2 separate regions of the Sus scrofa genome follow, and region 1 is linked to region 2. The links are chromatin contacts, called in public Hi-C maps. All regions are on one chromosome and are shown on one strand. Each heading gives the region's core, a stretch centred on a gene start, on an enhancer-like site or on the middle of the called end of the contact. The rest is flanking DNA. Distances are from core to core; before and after follow the strand shown.

The links. Hi-C and Micro-C count contacts between places; a contact is called where the count stands out from the background.
Region 1: a contact with region 2 is called in a Hi-C map of liver, with 9 times the contacts expected there. The contact joins the promoter of SCAF4 here to the promoter of SOD1 in region 2. A contact is called at or near these places in 1 of 5 promoter capture datasets (liver), 6 of 47 Hi-C or Micro-C datasets (fetal heart ventricle, heart right ventricle, liver and 2 more) and 2 of 2 datasets of contacts at active chromatin or transcription factors (alveolar macrophages and skeletal muscle).

What each region holds. Positions count from the first base shown.
Region 1 is chr13:195,393,044-195,398,050 of Sscrofa11.1, reverse strand. It overlaps SCAF4 (splicing factor, arginine/serine-rich 15), which reads left to right and starts at 1,817. Exons shown (of 20, transcript XM_005657142.3): 1 at 1,817-2,287. The coding sequence starts at 2,258.
Region 2 is chr13:195,322,293-195,327,902 of Sscrofa11.1, reverse strand. SOD1 (superoxide dismutase 1) reads right to left here and starts at 1,330. Exons shown (of 7, transcript NM_001190422.1): 1 at 1,183-1,330. The coding sequence starts at 1,254.

The DNA.
Region 1 (5,007 bases), core at 568-3,067, 70 kb before region 2:
ACCTTGCTGACTTCTACCTTCAGCTCCGGAAGAAGCTGACGGGCTTCTGCCACACTGTCTCGGCCTCTGCTCACGCCAATTTCTTGCCCCTCGTGAACCTGAGTCGCAGTCTTATTTCCCTCCTGTTTCAGCTCCTTCCACCAGCTGTGCACCAGTAACTCCCAAATCTCCACCTCCTCTCAGCCATCTCTCCTGACTCCACATGTGTTTATCCAACTGCCTCCTTGACATCTTCACTGATTTGCTCAAGGGGCAGCTCCAACTCCACAAGCCCCAGAAGGGCATCATCTTGCCTTGGGCATGTTAATTAACTGAATAGGGCCTTGCTTCCTCAACTAGAAAACAGAGGCATTACTGATGGCAGCGTCAAACGGAAGCCTGTTAAGAGTAAATAACACAGAGTAACATGCCAGATAGACTCCAGCATGTGGTAAACAGTCTATAAGAGTTCACCACTATTCTGCCTTCAATCAAACCCAATCCTCCCTAAATCCACCACCCACGCCCTCACCAAGCCAGAGTCTAAACCATCCTCCGTGACACCGCCCTCCTCCTCAACCTCACCGTTGCTCTGTCCTAGCCTGTCCACGCCATTCCTTAAGTATCTGACTTTATCTCACCTCCACTTCATTGCCTTAAGCTCTCAGCATCCCCTGGGCTAGAGCTAATCCTTCCTGGACCCCACGCTAGAAATTCTACCCGTTGCATGACACCACTCTCCACTTACAATTTTGCAAAGGCTCCCCACAGCCTTGGGGACAAAATCCAAACTCCCTGGAAGGGCACAGAGACTCTTCCGGACCTGGTTTCAGTCCTTCTCCTCACTCCCTAAGCTCCAGCTGGTCTTCCCTGGGAAATACACAGTACTCATCCAGCTTCCGAGGCCAGGGTTATCTTCTCCAACCACTCTTGCTACTTCTTCGAGACATAGCTCGGGTGCTACCTCCTCTGAGAAGTCTTCCTGGACTTCCAGTCAGGTGAGTATCTTTCTTGTTTCCCAGGGTCTCTACCCTAATGTTTACCACGCTTTAGTTATTATCGGCTCATTCGCCTGTCCTCCCCAACTAAACTGAGCTGGATCTTTTAATTTCCGTATTCCCAGAACCCAGCACAGTACCCCGCAGACAGGAGGTATTCAAGAGAAGTGAATCAGGGCCGGGTTTCCACCAAAAAGGAAACAACGCGTTTTGGGGAATCGATATATCACGGTTTAGCGAATCCACTCCTCCGGCAGCACATGACTGACTGCACAGGGGTTCCTTTAGGCCTGCGTGGATCTCCAATGCCTGCACGTCCTTCTTGGAGCTTACTCAGAATTAACCCACACAATTAGGGCTGACACGGGGCTGCATCGGTAGAGGTTGCACGGGGGCTTGCAAAGTGCACGCCCGACGGGCTGAAGTCAAATCCCGAGCCCTTTGTTCCAGGCTACGAAGATCAAGCAGCACTGAACCCGCCAGCCCCGCCAGCCCCGGCCGGGTGTAGGGCCTGCCTGGGTAGAATGGCACACAAAAACGACCCTACGAGCGCCGCGTAGGGTAGGGACGAGCGCGTGCGCGGGCACTGCCCGAGCCAACCTCCAGCGCTGGGATCCCGCGCTCTTCGGCGCCTCTCGCGGGGAACCCAGCCTCTGGCCAGGCAGTCTCCCGGGCCCGCGGCCGCAGCGGGCGGGAAAGAGCTCGGCGTACCGGCGTCACGAGCCACCGGCTAAGCGGGTGGCGCGCGCGCGCGCGCCGGGCGGGCGGGGGCGGGGCCAGCGCGGGAGGGGCGGGGCGGGGAGGGGCGGGGGCCGGGCACAGGAAGCGCTGGGAGGCCCGAGCTGTCCCAGGGTGCCCCGCGCGGCGTGGACTCGGGCCGCTGCCGCCATCCCGCTGGCGAGAGGGAGAGAGAGGCCCGCCCGCTTGCCGGTCGGGCCAGTGTGGGCTAGTGCGTGAGGGCGCGGGGGGCCGTGTCAGCGAGACGCAGAGCGCAGCCGCCACCACCAAACGGACATGTTGGAGCCCAGCGCCGCCGCCGCCGCCGCCTCTTTTGCCTCATCCTCGGAACGGGACTGAGAGGGGGCCCGCCACCCCTCCGCCTCTGCCTCGGCCGTCCGCCCCGCCGCCTCGGCCGCAGCCTCTTCCTACCCGGCCTCCGACCCCGCCGTTCATCGCCTCCTCCGGCCCCTCAGGCCCAGCCGGTTCCCCTGCCCCGCTCCGCCGCGGCGCGAGGTCTATGTGACCGGCGGGCCCGGAGCAGCCGCCGCCGCAGCGCGAACATGGACGCCGTCAACGCCTTCAACCAGGAGGTGAGGGGTTCTCGGGACACTGGGGTGCCGGGCCTGCCGCCGGAGTCGGGGCGTCGCTTCTCCCGCCGCCGGAGGTTTAAAGCTTAGGTCGGGGTGGGGACGCTTCCTGCCCCGGTTCCGGGGCGGCGGGGCCTGCGCGGAGCGGCCTGTGGCCCCGGGGAGGTCGCGGCGGCCGCGGGAGCCGACCCCACACCCCTCCCCCACCGCTCACCCCCGGGCGGCGACCTCGGGCTGCCCCTCTCGCCCCCTTCCGGCCTCCTCCGGCCCGCGTCGGCGCTGGTGTCTCTAACTTCGCCCCTTTTCAGGTCCCGGCGCTCTCGCTTTCTGCTCCCAGCCCCGTTATTGGCTTCCCTGTGCCGGGAGCCCGCAAGGGGCTAAGAAAGAAGCGCGGGCGGGCGTGGGGGGCGGGGGAGCGGGAGCATCTGCCGGTCGCGGGGCTGGCGGACCGGCGGCCTCGGCTCTCCTGTTGCTCAGGCCGCGGCGCGACGGCGGCTGGACTCTGATCTCAGGTCGGGGAGGAGTTGGAGAGGGTGTTCATCCCCCTCCCCCGGGATTCCTGCACTTGGGAAGTGGGGTTAATAAACTAGGAGGCGGCACCATACCGAGTCGCTAACCCAACCATCTTATGGGCTCTGGGGCCCCAACGTGACACCCAAAAAGTTGAATGGGAGAGACAAGTATTTGCTCGGCGTTAGTCCGCTAGAAAGCCGGCTTTGGCCTCCAGTCCCCCACCCTCACACCCTTAATCCTCGGCTCCCTTCTTTGAGAACATTTACATGTGAAAACCTCCCAAAACCGGGAACAAAGCTGCCCGCCGCCCTGAAGCTCTGTGGTTTTATCTCAAATCTTTCCAGGTGCTGTTTTTGAATATAGAGTCCACACTTTCTCTCTTTTAGGAGCGATTTGCGGAGAGGGGTCTTGACCACTGATGATTTAAAATGTAGTTACAGAGTGGAAACAATTGTCATGTGTTGAGTTGGATTATCTTTCTTTTCCAAATACTAAAGATAAACCCAACATTGAAAAATTCAAAATGTGGTAGTGCTAGGTTTCTTGGTCCGGCGTGAAAAACTTGCTGCATTCACAGTGAGATTTTTGTAGTTACACTTGTAGTAGAATTAGGGTGCAATAGCTTTGAATTTGTAGTGCCATAATACCGTACCCTCCAGTAACACTGCAGTTAGGGCCGTTTATTGCCTTATTAGTTATCCTAGAAATGATTTGTCTTGCACTTAAGGGTACATAAAATGTCTTAACTGCAGAAGTTGGACAGAATCTTGCAAGTTCAGTAGTGATTATTTTCAAAATGACGAAATAAAATTTCCTGATTTTTGATGTCTAGATAATTTCATGCTCCAGAGACTTCAGGGTTGGAAGTTGACTTTGTTTCCTAAAGGCAGAATACACTGGAATGTTAGCTCCATGAGGGCAGGGAGTTTCTGTTCTTTGCGCCCCCACCCCCAGCATGGCAGAGGCTTGGCAAATACTTGTTGAATGAATGAGAATTTATACAAACGGTAGAATTTTTAGAAGAGAAGTATATTTCTTTCTCAAGATAAAGACTTTATGAATATTTTAATGGCAACTTTTTTAATGGAAAGGATTAAATACCGGATTTTTACTGTATTCTTAAAATAAGAAGTATTTAATTCTGATTTAGGCATTATGGAAGTTGACATTAACTACATTCTTTAAGTGTTTTATGTTAATTCTGGGAGAATGTGATCAGTAGTAATTTTTACTTTGAAAAAACAAAACTAGGTATGATACTGATGCCCTGAAAAAGGAAAATGATGTTTTAATCTTTTAACATGTACAAAGTGAGAATTTTCTTTTTTTTCTTTTTTTTTTTTTTTGGTCTTTTTTCTATTTCTGTGGGCCGCTCCTGCGGCATATGGAGGTTCCCAGGCTAGAGGTCGAATCGGAGCTGTAGCTCCCGGCCTATGCCAGAGCCACAGCAACGCAGGATCCGAGCCGCGTCTGCAACCTACACCACAGCTCACGGCAACGCCGGATCTTTAACCCACTGAGCAAGGCCAGGGACCAAACCCGCAACCTCATGGTTCCTAGTCGGATTCGTTAACCACTGCGCCACAACGGGAACTCCCAAAGTGAGAATTTTCTTACTATTGATTATTTTCCTCTTTAAATAATTTGCATTGCCATCCGTAGTCTTTATCAACTTCACATTGCATTATGTTAGATGTATGTTACCAATTCTGACTCTCTTCTGCCAAACTTTTCTTTGGAAAAAACTTTTTTTCTGGAGAAATTAGTGACTTCAAAATCCATCTCCTTGTGCCTGATTGTACCGCTTCTCAGTTAATTCTCTCTGTTCATGAAATGTTACTGATTAGTTCCCTGTAAACTTAAATTTCCCAAATCTTACCTTCATTTAACGGACTTCTTCTGAGTGCCTGCTCAGTTGCAAAGCTGTGTCCTGGTTACCTGGCAGTGGTACTGCTATTGAGTATCTCTATCTGCTAGCACCCTAAACTAATGGAGGATAGAAAACTTTGGAAAGAATCTTTAATATGTGATAGAACAGCTTCCTTTGGGGTCCTCATAAAGTACTGTAGGGTGGCCACGGAGGTGGTGGGAGGATCACTTGAGAGAAAGAGACGATTTATTTCCAAAGATGTAGGGAAAATGATTCACGGGGAGCAGTGATGAGAAATGAGCAGTAGTTTGATCCTGGAGGCTGCTGGAGATTAAGGATG
Region 2 (5,610 bases), core at 81-2,580:
GCAGCAAAATAAAATTTAAATTTAAATTTAAAAAAATTTTTAATTAAAATACAAGGAGTTCCTCTTGTGGTGCAGCAGAAGCGTATCTGACTAGGAACCATGAGGTTGCGGGTTCCATCCCCGGCCTTGCTCAGTGGGTTAAGGATCCGGTGTTGCTGTGAGCTGCTGTGGTATAGGTCGCAGACTCGGCTCGGATCTGGTGTTCCTGTGGCTGTGGCAAAGGCCGGCAGCTATAGCTCTGATTGCACCCCTAGCCTGGGAACCTCCATATACCGCGGCCTTAGAAAGACAAAAGACCAATAAATAAATACAAAAAGCTCCCTTAATGAGTCTACTGTGCACCCAGGGTTAAAAACCGTCCCTCTGGAAAACCTGTTAGATCTCTGGCTTCTGGAGCTTTGCAGGGCCATCTTCTTTGCCCTCAGAACCTGACCATGACCTAGAATAAGTCAGCAAACTTTTCTGTAAGGGTCTCTGTCGCATACTCTTGTTTTCATGCCCTTTGAACATGAACATATAAAAATACAAACTCCTAAGAAAATAAACATAAAAACCACTCAGCTCAAGGGCTGTACAAACACCGCCCCATGAAAGAACAGGTCCGCGGGCCGTAGTCCGCAGACCCCTGAACCAGAGAGCTCAAGCTGAAAGGAAGCCCCAAAGGGATAACGGATGCTCGAATACCCGGACTGCCCGGCCGCACCCGCCACCCCCGGATCTCAAGGGCGGGTCGGGCCTCATACTGCGCAACTCAGGAGTCCGCAGAGCCTCAGGCCCCAGAAAATGACCCCGCCAGCAATGGCCACGGCCTCCTCCAGCACGTGAGGGCTCGGGCCAGGCCTGCGGATGCCGAGGAGGCCCCGGGGCAGCCGGCCTTCCTCCCTCACTTTCTCCTCTTCCCCCGGGGCCCGCGGTTGTTGGCACCCACCGGGCGACCCGCCCAGGCCTCACCACGCACCGCCACCGCCGGGCTGGCCCAATGACTCAGCATTCCGCGGACGCGCGCGGGTAGCGGCCCGGGGGCGCAGCACCGTCGCGGGGCAGAGAGGCGGTGGGGACCCGCCGACCCGCGCGCCGGGGGCGTGGCGAGGGCCGCCCGAGGCCCAGCTCGCCCGCCGCCCGCTGCAGGGCACAGGTGCGGCGGCACGGCCTCGCCGCCGCTCTCCCCGCGCCTGCCCTTGCCTTCAGCTCGAAGTAGATGGTGCCCTGCACCGGGCCGTCGCCCTTCAGCACACACACGGCCTTCGTCGCCATGACTCGCGGGGGCGCGCTCCGGTCCGGGCTGGGAGGGTACCAGAAGCAGCGGGAGAGGCCGCAGTACACGCCGACGCAAACCGAGCCGGCGGCGCCGTGGAACCTTTATAGGCCGGACCGTCTCGCCCCGCCCACCCTTGCCCGGAACCAATCGCCGCTCGCGCGCTCAACCCGCTCCCCACGGGGAACCTCGGGACGCGAGCGGCCGGGAATGGCCGGGGGCGGGGCCAAGGGGCCGCGTGTGCAGCCTTCCTCTCCACGCCGCCGGCTCCCACCGCCCCGCGGCTGTAAAACGCCCAGAAAGCTGGCGCTGTGGAAAAAAACAACATTTCTCCTCAAAAACGGGCAATCCGTGGATTGCAGCACACGAAGTTGGAAAAATGAGGTATACACGGCACGCCTTGAAGACCTGAGGTCCCTTTGTCTGGAAACGTAGTTCGTTCTGACTTTGGTCGTGACGTTGTCGCATTTGTTATTTAGAAGTTGGCACAATGGAGCTGGGTGCTTTTGATAGTTTTCGTTTTTTATGTGTCTAGTGTTTGTCATTTCTGAGAGTGTGTAAAGTCGAAACATCCCAATCCCTGGCCTCAGCTTTTCTTCCCTGCAGTTTTCTTAGTCCATGACCTGTGAAGTTACTTCTTTGGTTATCAGATTCGTGTATTCTTTGCGAGCATTTCCTGTTTGGCAAGGCCACAAATCTAAAAATACCAAAATGTCACCTGACTGATCTTCTACGCACCTCTGTGGCCTGTCTCTGCTGGCACAGCCGTCAAGGAGGTTAGAGTAGGTGAATAATTGATGGTTCCTCATAGTCCAGAGGATTGCTTGTCCTTCAAGAAGAGATTTCAAAAATAAGAAATGAGCATACAAACTGCCTTTGTGCCTTTTTATTTAAAAATATAAACATTGGAGTTCCCGTCGTGGCGCAGTGGTTAACGAATCCGACTAGGAACCATGAGGTTGCGGGTTCAGTCCCTGGCCCTGCTCAGTGGGTTAAGGATCCGGCGTTGCCGTGAGCTGTGGTGTAGGTTGCAGACGCGGCTCGGATCCCGCGTTGCTGTGGCTCAGGCGTAGGCTGGTGGCTACCGATTGACCCCTAGCCTGGGAACCTCCATATGCCGCGGGAGCGGCTCAAGAAAAGGCAAAAAGACAAAGAAAAAAAAATATATATATATATATAAACATAGTTATCTGGGTGCTCAGAAATCTCTAGAAAAATGTACCAGAGACTGTGGGTGGGTACCTTTGGAGAGTGCAAATTAGACTTTTGCTAATGTTCTCAAAAACGTTACAGTGTAAACTTACATTTACAGTGAACGTGCATTTGTCTGCAACAGTTTGGCTTAAAATGGGGATCTCACCCCCCCCCCCGCCCCCACGTGAGTACGTTTGTTGGGGAAATTGTTTGATAAACCCCGAGGGTTGGGGAGGAGCCATTAAGGGGAGAAGAATCTTCTCCCTCCAGGGATGCCTGAGTAGTAAAGATGAGTTGAGCTGAAGTGAGGTTAACTTAACCTGGAAGCATGCTTTAGACTCACCCGAAGCCTCGTTAAACCGCAGGTCGTGTTTCTAACTCAGTGGGTTTGGGGTGGGAACCTGGAATTTACAGTCCTATCTTGGTCCCTGGTACCACTGATAATGGCACCTTGAGAAACTCTGACTCAAGAGTCTTTCATGCCCAGTGAAGTATGCAAATTGAGAGCAAGAGCTGGATCCTGACTCAAAAGAGATGGGAGTTCCTGTTGTGTCGCCGCAGAAACAAATCCCACTAGTAACTATGAGGTTGCAGGTTCGGTCCCTGGCCTTGCTCAGTGGGTTAAGGATCCAGCGTTGCCGTGATCTGTGGTGTAGGTCACAGACACGGCTCGGATCCCGCGTTGCTGTGGCTGTGGTGTAGGCTGGCAGCTACAGCTCCAATTAGACCCCTAGCCTGGGAACCTCCATATGCCGCAGGAGCAGCCCTGAAAAGACAAAAGACAAAAAAAAAAAAAAAAGAAGAAGGAAAGCATCCTGAAAAAAAATGTGAAGGAGTTCCCACTGTTGGTGCAGTGGGTTGAGAATCCAACTGTGGGGAGTTCCCATTGTGGCTCAGCATGTTAAGAACCTGACTAGTATCCATGACGCTGCGGGTTCAATCCCTGGCCTTGTTCAGTGGGTTAAGAATCCGGTGTTGCCACAGACTGTGGCGTAGGTCCCAAGTGCTACTTGGATCAGGTGTGGCTGTGGCTGTGGCGTAGTCTGGCAGCTGTAGGTCCCATTGGACCCCAAGAACTTCCATATGCTGCTGGTACAGCCCTAAAAAGACCAAAAAAAAAAAAAAAAAAAAAAAAGAATCTGACTGCAGTGGCTTAGGTCCCAGCGGGGACAAAGGTTCCCCTACCTGGTGCAGTGGGTTAAAGGATCCGGCCTTGCCACTGCAACCCAGATTCAATCCCTATCCCAGGAACTTCCATATGAGGCCATAAAAAAGTAAAAAAGAAACCTGGATTTGTGAGACCAAGACAGGGGCCAGGAAGGGACACACCTAAGGGAGAAGAGCCCTGACTTCTGGGGACTCCTGTTCCATTTGTTTTGTGGAGTTAAAAATCCTCTCCATCCCCCTCCAGCTCCAAGGTAGTCCACGTTTCTCTCCAATGCTGGGTAAGGAGGATTTAGTTGTGAGGGTGGTAAAACCCTAGGTCCTAATTCAAGGCCAGAGTGAAAAAAGGCAGAACCTGCTTCAGCCACTTCTTGGCTGTGCATTACTTATTTAATGATACCCTTGGAGGAGTTCCCGTTGTGGCTCAGTGGTTAACGAATCTAACTAGGAACCGTGAGGTTGCAGGTTCGATCCCTGGCCTTGATCAGTGGGTTAAGGATCCAGCATTGCTGTGAGCTGTGGTGTGGGTTGCAGATGCGGCTCGGATCTGGTGTTGCTGTGGCTGTGGCGTAGGCCGGTGGCTACAGCTCTGATTAGACCCCTAGCCTGGGAACCTCATACGCCGTGGGTATGGCCCTAGAAAAGACAAAAAGAAAAAGAAAAAAAAAAGATACCCTTGGACTCAAAGACATTCTGTCAGAAATAAACAATCTCCATTTTTTATTGTCCTCTAGAAAGTACACATATTTGTGATTTTGCTTGTACTTCCTAGCATTTTCCAGATAACTGACATGTGCTGGCGGTTACATAAATGTGCAAATCCGGGCCAAAGGGCCTTTGCCCAAGGCCAAAGTTCCTTTGGGTTCTAAGAAGTTGGAATCAGATTTCAGTTCACTTGCCAGCAAAGTTGCCCAAGGGTTCGAAGAGTGACCCTGGGATCAGTGAGCCCCTCCTCTTTTGCAATATGTAGACAAAGCCTAGGTGGATGCCCGGGCTTGTGTGGTTCGGGATTCAAGGAGCACCGAGGTTCATTCCTAGTACCGCCCTCACACCTGGGCAGGGGGGTCCCACGCTTTAGAGGGCTCTGTTCTGTTCTTCCACAGACCATATTTCTCATGGAGGAGTGTGGAGCCAAGAAGATGCTCCCAGGAGTACCCATTGAAGCTCAGCGGGTTGAGAACCCCACATAGTGTTCTTGAGGATGCAGGTTCAATCCCTGGCCTCACTCAGTGGGTTAAGGATCTAGGATGCCACAAGCCAAGATGTAGGCCATGGATACGGCTCAGATCCCAAGTTGCCGTGGTTGTGGCCGTGGCCCACAGCTGCAGCTCTGATTTGACCCCTAGCCCGGGGAACATCCATATGCCAAAAGTGTGGCCCTAAAAATTTTTTTTTTTGTTTTTGGGCCTCACCTGCAACATATGGACGTTCCCAGGCTAGGGATCGAATCAGAGCTGCAGCTGTTGGCCTACGCCACAGCTATGCCATATCATAGCCATGTCTTCGACCTACACCGCAGCTCAGATCTGTAACCCAGTGATTGAGGCCAGGGATCCAACTGGTGTCCTCATGGATACTCTGTTTAGTTACCACTGAACCATGACGGGAACTCGCTAAAAAAAAAAAAAAAATTAATTTTTTTAAATTTAAAGAAAGGAATTACCATCATGGCGCAGTGGGGTTAACGAATCTGACTAGGAACCATGAGGTTGCGGGTTCGATCCCTGTCCTTGCTCAGTGGGTTAAGGATCCTGTACCGCCGTGAGCTGTGGTGTAGGTTGCAGACACGGCTCAGATCCCACATTGCTGTGGCTCTGGTGTAGGCCGGTGGCTACGGCTCCGATTAGACCCCTAGCCTGGGAATCTCCATGTGCAGTGGGAGCAGCCCTAGAAAAGGCAAAAAGACAAAAAAAAAAAAAAAAAATTAAAGCAAGAAGATGCTCCCACCCAGAATCTTACCCCTGCTTCCAGGACAGGGTTGAGAAGTTTAAATATGT